2 separate regions of the Oncorhynchus kisutch genome follow, and region 1 is linked to region 2. Evidence: chromatin contacts called from public Hi-C data. All regions are on one chromosome and are shown on one strand. The core of a region is the stretch at or near the end of the contact, and the rest is flanking DNA. Distances in the headings are between cores, read along the strand shown.

Region 1 (4,893 bases), core at 1,298-3,797, 150 kb after region 2:
GGGCAATGCTGACATTCTTCACGAAAAACACAACAATTTCAAGCTGCAGATTTGCAGGCCTCGGGGAAACACAGGCGGAGAACGATTGTCGGTCGAGATTTCTAATCTGGTTACCGGAGCCTACAGCGCAGGCCAGCACGACACAACACCGCTCATAGGACAGCCCCGCATCTTTACGACCTGACTGTCAACGCAGTGGTCTGGAGACAGCCTGTTTGTCACAACTAGCGATCTGTCAATCTCACCACAATTAAACTATGGAATTTCACATTCCTCAGATGACGCGAGCGGCATAAATACTTTTCATGTTAAGACACATTTCCATTAATAGGGGCACTTTAGCCTAAATAATGAGAGGGGCTTTATAGTGTCAAAGTAACCGCCTTTATAGACATGATCTGTAAATGAATAAGAATAAACTTTTCTTCTTGAATTACATGCATAAAATATGAGATAATGTGATATGTTATTTGACACAACACGATTCAACACTGATTAATCTCGATTTATTTAACTCTGCTTCTCATAAAATAAATAGGCCTACTATCTTTTTCTGAGAGAAGTAATCAGTTTGCCCAGGGAAATTTAAAAACATGTTAGCCTGCATGTCATTTTAATTTCATGTGTTGTGTAATCGATGGCAAACGAAAGTTTTCTTTAAAAAATGTAAATACATAAATCCATTCTTCCTCTCCAACATGCAATAGGCTGTAGGCCTAAACACGAATGAGCTGGCGCGGATGTGACTTTCACAGAAATTCCCTGCACGGTTCCCATAACCTTCGCGAGCTTTGGGAGATTCTTCACACAATCGCCGCCCTGGGCTGCGCTCGTGACATCGGAGCTTTCCCCCTAGAAATGATATGGGGTGATTCATTATTCAAACTGTCATACCAAGTTGCCAAAAGCAACATATTTGCGAAAATATGTATTTATACAAGCAAATCCAATAATAAAATACATCTTAAAATAAATATTTTAGACAAATGTAACAATGTTTTTATGACATTATGCAAACTGGGGAAACGAACGGCGCCGTATTGCGCGTAATTGTGGATGCTAACTTTATCTAGGCTAAATCAAATAATACAAAACAGTATTAGTTCCAACCAAGTCTCTCAAACATGAATAAGCATACAGATCTCACTGAAGTGTAAAATGCTTCACTTACCACAAGGTTCCCTTTGTGTACGCATGCTGCGCCCGAACCCTGGATGACGCTGTCCAGCACCTGCACATCGCTGCTGGGGGAGTTTGAGCAGTTCCTCCGGCCCTGACGGATCTCCTCCTCGATATCTGAGAACCGAAAAGCGCACAGGGCAGACTTTCTGTCTGATTTGGTGAACACTCCGAAAAGGTGCGATTCCAGCCCCTCTCCGCTCCCGGAGTGGATTGCCGCGGGGTGAACGGAGACCAGCCGGTTGTAGATGTTTCCATTATATCCACACTGAAGCGGCATCTGGATGAAGGACTCAGTGAGCTTTCGGCTTTCCGATGTGGATTTTCGTGTGTTCTCAGTGTCCAGGCATATCCTTGCAAGGATGCTGTTCGGCTGGTTCTGCTTGTGGCCCATATTCGCGTCATTGTTGATAGCAATATAAGCGTAGGTCTTCTGAATGAAGGCATGAACGAAGTTAAGTTTATTCTTCTGCTTCACCTCCTGTTTTATCTTGAAGACGTTGTCCTCGGACGGGTTGATGTCATAGGTGAACAGCCTGGATAAATCATTGATGTTCAGGGACCGAATTGCGATTTCGGGTGTGTTCTCGAAGCGCAGGTCCTCCTTGCTGTGGTTCTTGGGGAAAAACTGGGTCCCCGCCCCGGTGTAAGTGGCCCCGACGAGGAGCCGGGTGTTACCCCCGTGGCTCCTGAAGATGAGCCCCACGGTGGAGGCGTTAGGGTGGTTGGCGGCGATGTTCAGCATGCTGGGGAACACGGTCTTCTCGCCATGAGGGGGGAACTCCACGGCTATCTCCGATATGTTTTCCATCTTCCTGAGCTCACAAAAGCCCTGGTACACCGAGCCACATACCACCAGCACCCCCTGCTCCCTGTCCAGCTCGAGCAGCTTGTTGAAGTTGTCGGTGAGGGATTTGGGGTGCTCGCAGGGCGCCTGGGGCAGCTGCGGCGCATGGCACAACAGGTTGTCCTCCACCGGCCCCGTTCTCTTCTCCACTTCTACGCTCAGGGTCCCGTTAAGCTGGTACACCATGTTTACCGTAGCCAGGTAGACTTTTCTGCTAACCTCATCCACCACAAAGTTATTTGTCTGGTTTTGAGAGGCGAACGCCTGTTGGATCTGTAGCGCGCTGGCAAGGCTGTGATGGGCATTCCAGGGCGATTCTAGCACCAGAACGCCGAGAATCAGAACTGCTATCTTTTCCGAAGGAGGCATTTTTCCTTCTGGCCGGGTTCCGCGTGTTCTGTGCGGAGGGGTGCATTGAGTAAGGACAAAATAATGTGTTTGTTCCTACTGCGACAATCTAAGAGGAAATGCTGTTTCCTGCTCAAAATCCAAACACAGAGTGACGCAATAAGATTCGTGCTTCATTTTCCCAGGGCAGCTCACGGCGGAAGAGAGTTGAGCGCGCAGAGCTGTCTGCTGCCCCTCTCTCTGCCCACTCCACCTACAGCCCCGCTCCCAGCGGCTGCAATCCCAAACTCCCCATTAATTCTTATTATAGTATATAGGCCCACAACTTGGAATTTCATACTTTAAAATGTGTTCAGTCAAAGTTCATTGTTGCGATTGGTGCATGCTAATTGTAGGCTATTTGCGTAATGTTCATCCACACACCAAGGCAGAACAATAATGGTGTAATTACTGTTAATGATCTCTCTCGCTCTCTCTATGTATATGTATATAAAACTATAATAAAATAATTTTTACAAAATAATAATTTGAGAGGAATTTGAGGGGGAATAATAATTTGAGAAGAATGTATAGCCTATGGTTCCGCTCCTCTTAGGGTTAATGGCGGGTCTTGCTCTCATCTCCTGCGGCCAGTTGGTCCCTTGGTTTTCAGATTAGTTCTGCCTGCAGATACGCCGAGGGCTCCGTCTGCTCTGCGCACATACGGTGGGGGTAAGCTACGTGAAAGTGCTACCAGATGGGCACCACAGCGCACCTTTCCGGTTTTTGACATTCACATCTATTTAGCAGAGCTTTTGGGTCTGCGCCTCATAAATATTCTAAAGCAACACATGTGCACCTCTCAAAAATGTGTGATTAAGTTTAAAGAGAAAATCTGCTGTTGCTAGATCCATTTTTGGACTTCATATGTACCTAATGATTCTTGACGAATACAACCTTTAAATGAAATACAAAATAAAATGTTACTTGCCACATGCGCCGAATACAACAGGTGTAGGTAGACCTTACCGTGAAATGCTTACTTTCAAGCCCTTAACTATATTTATTGAACTGCATTGTTGGTTAAGAAAATATTTACTAAATAAACTAAAGTTTTAAAAAGAAGTTACACAAAACAACAATACCGAGGCTATATACAGAGGGTTCAGGTTAGACGAGGTATGTAACCACGCTCATGAGCTTAGTTCTACTGTCGTACCCACTCACAATCCAAAATATAGCCGACGCTTTTTTAACTCCAATGTTTGTAAACAAAGTACATAAAGAAACTCTGTATAATGTTGATATCATGGATATTCGGTGCTTGCATCCATAGCCCTGTCTATGAATTTGAGAGTGGTTACATTTCTCCAGCCCCATCCATCTGGTTTTTGCGAAACAGGGGAAGTTGATTTGTCTTTTATTGTTCAACTACTGATTGCCCCTTTAAACTTCAATTTTTTTCCAAAACACAAATTAAGTGCTTATTGTGAACAACTACGCAATGAGAGAACATTGAAAATCTCAAAGGGACTTTAAACAAAAAGTGACAGCGCAAATTGAGAGCCCGTAATTTTGGATTAGGCTACCCATGGATTTATTCTCTCAAAAACCGTTCAAATAGGCCCACAGAAAGTAAATACAATTACCAATTGTGATGGCCATCACTCTGTTCTATTCGACGCATTGTAACCCATGCGTCATTGTAACCCATGCGTCATGCCAGTTTGGACAGTATCAAAGCCTGCTGGAACTATTATATCTCTCGGGCCAGCTCTGTTCCTCTCAGGTCAGTGCACGCCTCCCATCACCACTTGGCGACGTTATTTGCGCTGATAAACACCGCTGGGGTCAATGCGTGTTTACGTTGGACCACACTCACGCTCATCTAATCCGCCAGCGCGGAGGGGCAGGAAAGCGGTCTGATAAGGAACCAGCTGACTGATCGCAATGCAGGACCAACAGTCTCCACCACGCATTCATACAGCCTAAGCCTACACACACACCCTCCAACACACTCCCTAATGCCCCACTAAGAGTGAGAGTGGGAAGGGACCGGGAAAATAGACTGGGGAGAGAGGGGGTATCACGGGTCACTGCTGTCAAGGATCAGATATCAACGAAGAGTGCTGCGTTCTGGTTACACTCGATTATTCGTGACACCTCACCGAAGCGCGCACGTGTGTGTGTGTGTTGAGGTAGGCTTATTTGTCATACATGGGTCTTGTAATATATGCAACATAGATATGGTGCATGAAGAAAAGGCATTTAAACAGTATTGGTGCGTGTAAGAGAGAGAGCGAGAGACTTCCTGAGCCTTCTCTCAGAGTGAGGGGAGGGCCTTCTGGAGTGAGAGACTGCTATTTTCTCTGTTGTCAGTGAAAACAGCTTCTACTCTGTGGTGGAGCTCTGAGGCCCGGGCTCTGCCCAACAACCTGTTTCCTGACAGATAAGAAACAACACCTCCACAAGGCCTGGTCAACACTCCACTGCCCATCCACCCCATATGGACTGACATTGTGGTGCATGAACAGCTAGGG
Region 2 (5,120 bases), core at 2,239-4,738:
CCACTGATTTCTCCAAATTTAAGTATGCTCCCTCTAATTCTCACATCTCTTTCTCTCACTCTCTCTCTCTCTCTCCTCCCGGAGGACTTGAGACCTAGGACCATGCCTCAGGACTACCTGGCATTGACGACTCCTGGCTGTCCCCGTCCGCAGTCCACCTGGTTGTGCTGTTGATCCAGTTTCTGCTGTTCTGCCTGTGGCTATGGAGCCCTGACCCGTTTACCAGATGTGCTAACTTGTCGTGCTGCTCATCTAATTTCTGCTGTTCTGCCTGCGGCTTTTGAACCCTGACCTGTTCACCGGACCTGCTACCGTATCCCAGACCTGCTATTTCCTCCATCCCTCTCTCTACCGCACCTGCTGTCTCGACCTCTGAATGCTCGGCTATGAAAAGCCAACTGACATTTACTCCTGAGGTGCTGACCTGTCGCACCCTCTATAACCACTGTAATTATTATTTGACCCCGTTGGTCATCTATGAACATCTTGAAGAACAATTTAGCCTTAATGGCTATGTATACTTACAATATAATCTCCACCGGCGCAGCCAGAGGAGGTCTGGCCACACCTCTAAGCCTGGTTCCTCTCTATGTTTCTTCATAAATTCCTGCCTTTCTAGAGAGTTGTTCCTAACCACTGTGCTTCTACATCTGCACTGCTTGCTCTTTGGAGTTTTAGGCTGGGTTTCTGTATAAGCACTTGGTGACATCTGCTGATGTAAAAAGGGCTTTATAAAGACATTTGATTGATTTATCAGTTGCATTTCCAGAGGCTCAACATCAAAGTCCAATTCAATAGAAATCTGTCAATCGCCTTTTAATAAAACATGATTAAACAGTTTATGTAATACAATCGTGTTGAGTGACAGTTGCTTTGTTACTGATTAAGACAATGGAATGTTACTACTGAGTCTTGAGAGTAGATGGGATCAGTAGTAGGCTCATCTCTGGATTATGTCCAAGAGATACCGGTATGTCCGCCAGGTTATAAGCCTAATGAATAATAACTAGAATATTCTTCCATTAATAAAACAGGTTGTGATAAAATGTGACATTGCAGTTCCTCATAGTTCAGATTCCCAACCTCCCATGGTTCTCCCACAACCAGGCATGGTACTTGTTCAGTTTATGGTCCTGAGGTTTCACCTATGTAAACACACACACACACACACAAACATACACACAAAGTTAACCTTATCTAAATCCGTCACTTCAATCAAATATTCTTTTTTTTAGCCAAAAATATTTGCATTTCATCCTGAAAGGAAAAATGGAAAACCTGGTATTGTTGAGGAAGATGGTGGCCACCAGGAGCTTCCAGGGGTCATGGAACAGGGTCTCCTGCACCAGCTGGAAGGGGGAGCGAAGAGTGGTCCACTTCCTCCTGGGGGTCTCAGACCTGTGCCGGGACAGACTGCAGATCTAAGAAAAAGGGGTTTTGATAACAAATAAACACGTTTTTTTATTAAACTGACATTTCTCTCCAAGAATGGCAAGTTCTGTTAAGCTCAACCATTTATTAAATTATGACCATCTCTCAGTTACTTCCCGCTGAAAGAAGGACTGGTCTTCTGTTTCTCTCCTAATAGTTCTGTGCAGAACAGGTACAACAGGCACCTAAGGCATCACTACAAACATTGAACATGTTATTTGTCAATACACTGAAAGTCCAAGAAGATGTAAAACATTTTCTATATCTAGGCATCATAGTGAATACACATTATGCATCATAACTCATAGCACAATGCACATACACACTGCTCTGCGGATCTTTTAGTGGTGTACACCGTCCTCTAGTGGTCTGGGGAGATGATAGCAGCGCTTCTTCATTCACCTCTGCCTCTATATCCCCCACACACTTTCCCTCCCCCATTCTCTCACCCTCAGCCTCCCCCTCTCAGAAGCAGACTGCACCCTAAGGACTGGGACATGTAAAGGTGACACAGGAAACCACTCTCCTTGACCAATGAGAGCGTCCTGTAGCTCAGTGGGCGGGGCCAGCCTGACCTGCTTTTCTCACAGCAGCCCTGGCCTCCTCTGGGGGCTCTTCTCAAGTACGACATCATCAACTGGCTCCGCCAACACAGCCTGCAGACGCCTCTCAGTCTCATTGTCATCACCATCATCATCACCCCTTCTCACAGAGGTTTGTATGTTTCTCTCGTTAATGTCCTCATTGGTGTCTGATGTGTGGCCAGTTTCTGTGTCTCTCCCAGCTGCCTGTCTGTGATTCACCTGGCCAAGGGAGGTCTGTCAGGGGTATACTGAATTGACAAAGTGCCTTTTCCTCTAACTCTGAGTTCTCTGCTTGTAGGATTTTGCGAAATAGGCTCTTTTTGTGTTATTTGGAGAAAGGCGTAATATTCGACCCCCCTCTTCCATATTCTCCTCTGTGTCCTGCCTGTATGTGTTTTACCTGTCATCCGTGACCTCTTAGGTGTGACGTGTGTGTTCCTGATGACCATTCCTCTGTCTGTCCTGGTTGGGCTGTGGGGTCACAGCTGCACTGCCACTCCTGGCTGTTGTGACATCAAAGTTGTCTATCTGTAGATCCCCTCCGCCATCTTTAAGGAGGAAGGCTTGATGAGACACTCTGGACGGAACCTCTGTCCCTGGGGACTGCAGAGGTAGACAGATCAGTCACCTCATGTGGAATTATTGATCTGACTTTATGATCTCACTCTGAAAAGCACTTAGCCCCTAGCCCTAACAGTAAGATACAGACATACTTCAGTGATGTTTACATGCAACAAGACTTGAGAATGAGAGCATATGATGGATTGGACCCAGCTTGTTTTCTAACTGTCATATCTGAACCAGGAACAGCCATAGCGTCTGCCTCTCCATCAGGATTAGTGTCTGTCAGTGATGGTGTTCTCTGTGTTGAGGTCATTGTTTTTTTAGCCTGGTTGTGACCGTGTTGTTGGTGTCAGTAGGTTGAAACACAACTTTTGTCAAAAGTGGACTGTCCCTCTCACAGCCTGTGATGGAGCTGACTGTCCCCTGTTGAGTTTCATGTGGCTGAGATCCTCATGCTCCAGTCCTCCCTCTCATCTTCAGTCATGATGTTGCTCTCTCAATCTATCTGGAGTTGAAGCTCTATACCTAGCTGCCACTAACAAAAATATGAATTAGAACAGTCAATCCACTGTCCATCATGTTATAGGGATTGGGAAAATAGGTGACTATTAACTAACTAGCTAACTTAACTAACTAGCTAAGTAATGCATTTGCAGAGGCTTGATCTGACAGCTGTGTTTTGTTTACATGCCTCATCATCACATGCTGTTCTAGAAAAATGTTGCATATTACTTAATGATCAAGTTTAATAAAGTTGTCGGGTGCTAGGCATTTCGGGGACATGACATCAACATATTTGGATAAATTGTATCTGCCGTTGTGCTGTATGAAGTTCTGTGAACTACTTTGTGAGCGACTCTGCTTGACTCATGCGCAGAACACAGGAAGGAGGACAGGAAAGAGAGAAGGGAGTCTGCGCACAAGCAAGCAAGCAAGCAAGCAGGTCCTGCCATGTAAACGATCCTCGGCCCCACGAAAAGACAGCAACCTGTTGAACAACCTAACGTGTATCTGTTTAATTTGTTAAAAAGGCAAAATGAGGGCAGTTCCTACGTGGATTGACAAAGTACATGATCGCGACAAAGTTGAGCAATGGTAATCTAGCCTTTGCATTTACAGTTTTATCAACAGGCCTGATGTTGCACAGTTGGGAGTGTTGATAGCAACGGCGGTTACTATGTAAACTCCCGCAGTGGCTGGCTAGCTAGCTAGTTAGCCAACTGTAGCAAACTATCTTTGTTTACTAAGATTTTCACTATCCATTTCATGCAATCTTAAAATAAATGATCTGTCTACTAACGAGTGATAACGTTGCTAGTTAGCTAGGTAATCTGTTTGCGTGGCTAAGCACAGCTAGAACATTAATGCTAACTAGCAGAGCAGCTACCTATGGCTTAATAGCATAATTGAAACAGTTTTTCAGCATATTGTGATTGCAGTACATTTTCTCCCTAGTATCTACGACCTTGCCTTCAAACCAGATGGCAGCCAGCTTATTGTGGCAGCTGGGAATCGTGTTTTGGTGAGTTTGGGGATGATGATGCCATTGGTTTTCGAATCATAGCTAAGTTGAGGAGAGTGGAATTGCATACAATAAGTATTGCATATTGTCTTTCCAGGTGTATGACACATCAGATGGAACTCTCATTCAGCCTCTGAAAGGACACAAGGACACAGTGTACTGTGTTGCCTACGCCAAAGATGGTACTTAGTACAGTACACTCTTAACACACCAATCTGGATGTTCCCAATTAACAAACACGAGTCTGTTGGGTCTCACATTGTGCTTCTCTGTAGGGAAACGGTTTGCCTCAGGTTCTGCTGACAAAAGCATCATCATCTGGACATCTAAACTGGAGGGTATTTTGAAATATACGTGAGTGATCATTATTACTACAGAATTAGGAATTAGAATAATTTAATAGGATCTCTATGATTATTACACACATTACAACATTATCAGTAGCATTATGTTCTGTTGAGGTCACTCCTGGCTCACTCACTATGCATATTTTGTTTGTATGTTGCTCCTCAGACATAATGACTCCATCCAGTGTGTTGCCTACAACCCAGTCAGCCACCAGCTGGCCTCCTGCTCCTCTGGGGACTTTGGTGAGTGGTACACTGGGGTTGTCCTGTCCTCTACACCTCTACAGGGAAGGGGTTGAAAGGTATGTTGAAGACATGCAGTCATAAGAGCAGCATCTGTATAATTTGTTTCTCTCTCTAGGTCTGTGGTCCCCAGAACAGAAATCTGTATCCAAGCACAAAGTCAACAGCAAGATAACATGTTGTGGGTGAGTATTGAGAAATTGCTGCTCTCCTTTTTGTTTGGATAGCCTCTCTTATGTTCAGTATTGTCATAATCCTTTTGAGCGCAGGTGGACCAACGACGGTCAGTACCTGGCCCTGGGCATGATGAACGGGGTGGTGAGCATCAGGAATAAGAACGGAGAGGAGAAGGTGAAAATAGAGCGACCAGGAGGATCCTCCTCTCCTATCTGGTCCATCGCATGGAACCCCTCCAAGTGAGTCACTCAC

What was found. A called contact is a pair of places that touch in the nucleus more often than the background predicts.
Region 1: a Hi-C map of liver shows a contact between it and region 2, with 3 times the contacts expected there. The contact joins the promoter of LOC109869045 here to the promoter of ift122 in region 2. A contact is called at or near these places in 2 of 2 Hi-C or Micro-C datasets (liver and muscle).

What each region holds. Positions count from the first base shown.
Region 1 is chrLG24:27,843,993-27,848,885 of Okis_V2, forward strand. LOC109869045 (plexin-D1) reads right to left here and starts at 2,548. Exons shown (of 36, transcript XM_031803458.1): 1 at 1,172-2,548. The coding sequence starts at 2,395.
Region 2 is chrLG24:27,689,770-27,694,889 of Okis_V2, forward strand. It overlaps ift122 (intraflagellar transport 122 homolog (Chlamydomonas)), which reads left to right and starts at 3,489. Exons shown (of 29, transcript XM_031803971.1): 1 at 3,489-3,674; 2 at 4,035-4,101; 3 at 4,199-4,283; 4 at 4,377-4,455; 5 at 4,615-4,691; 6 at 4,810-4,876; 7 at 4,961-5,107. The coding sequence starts at 3,616.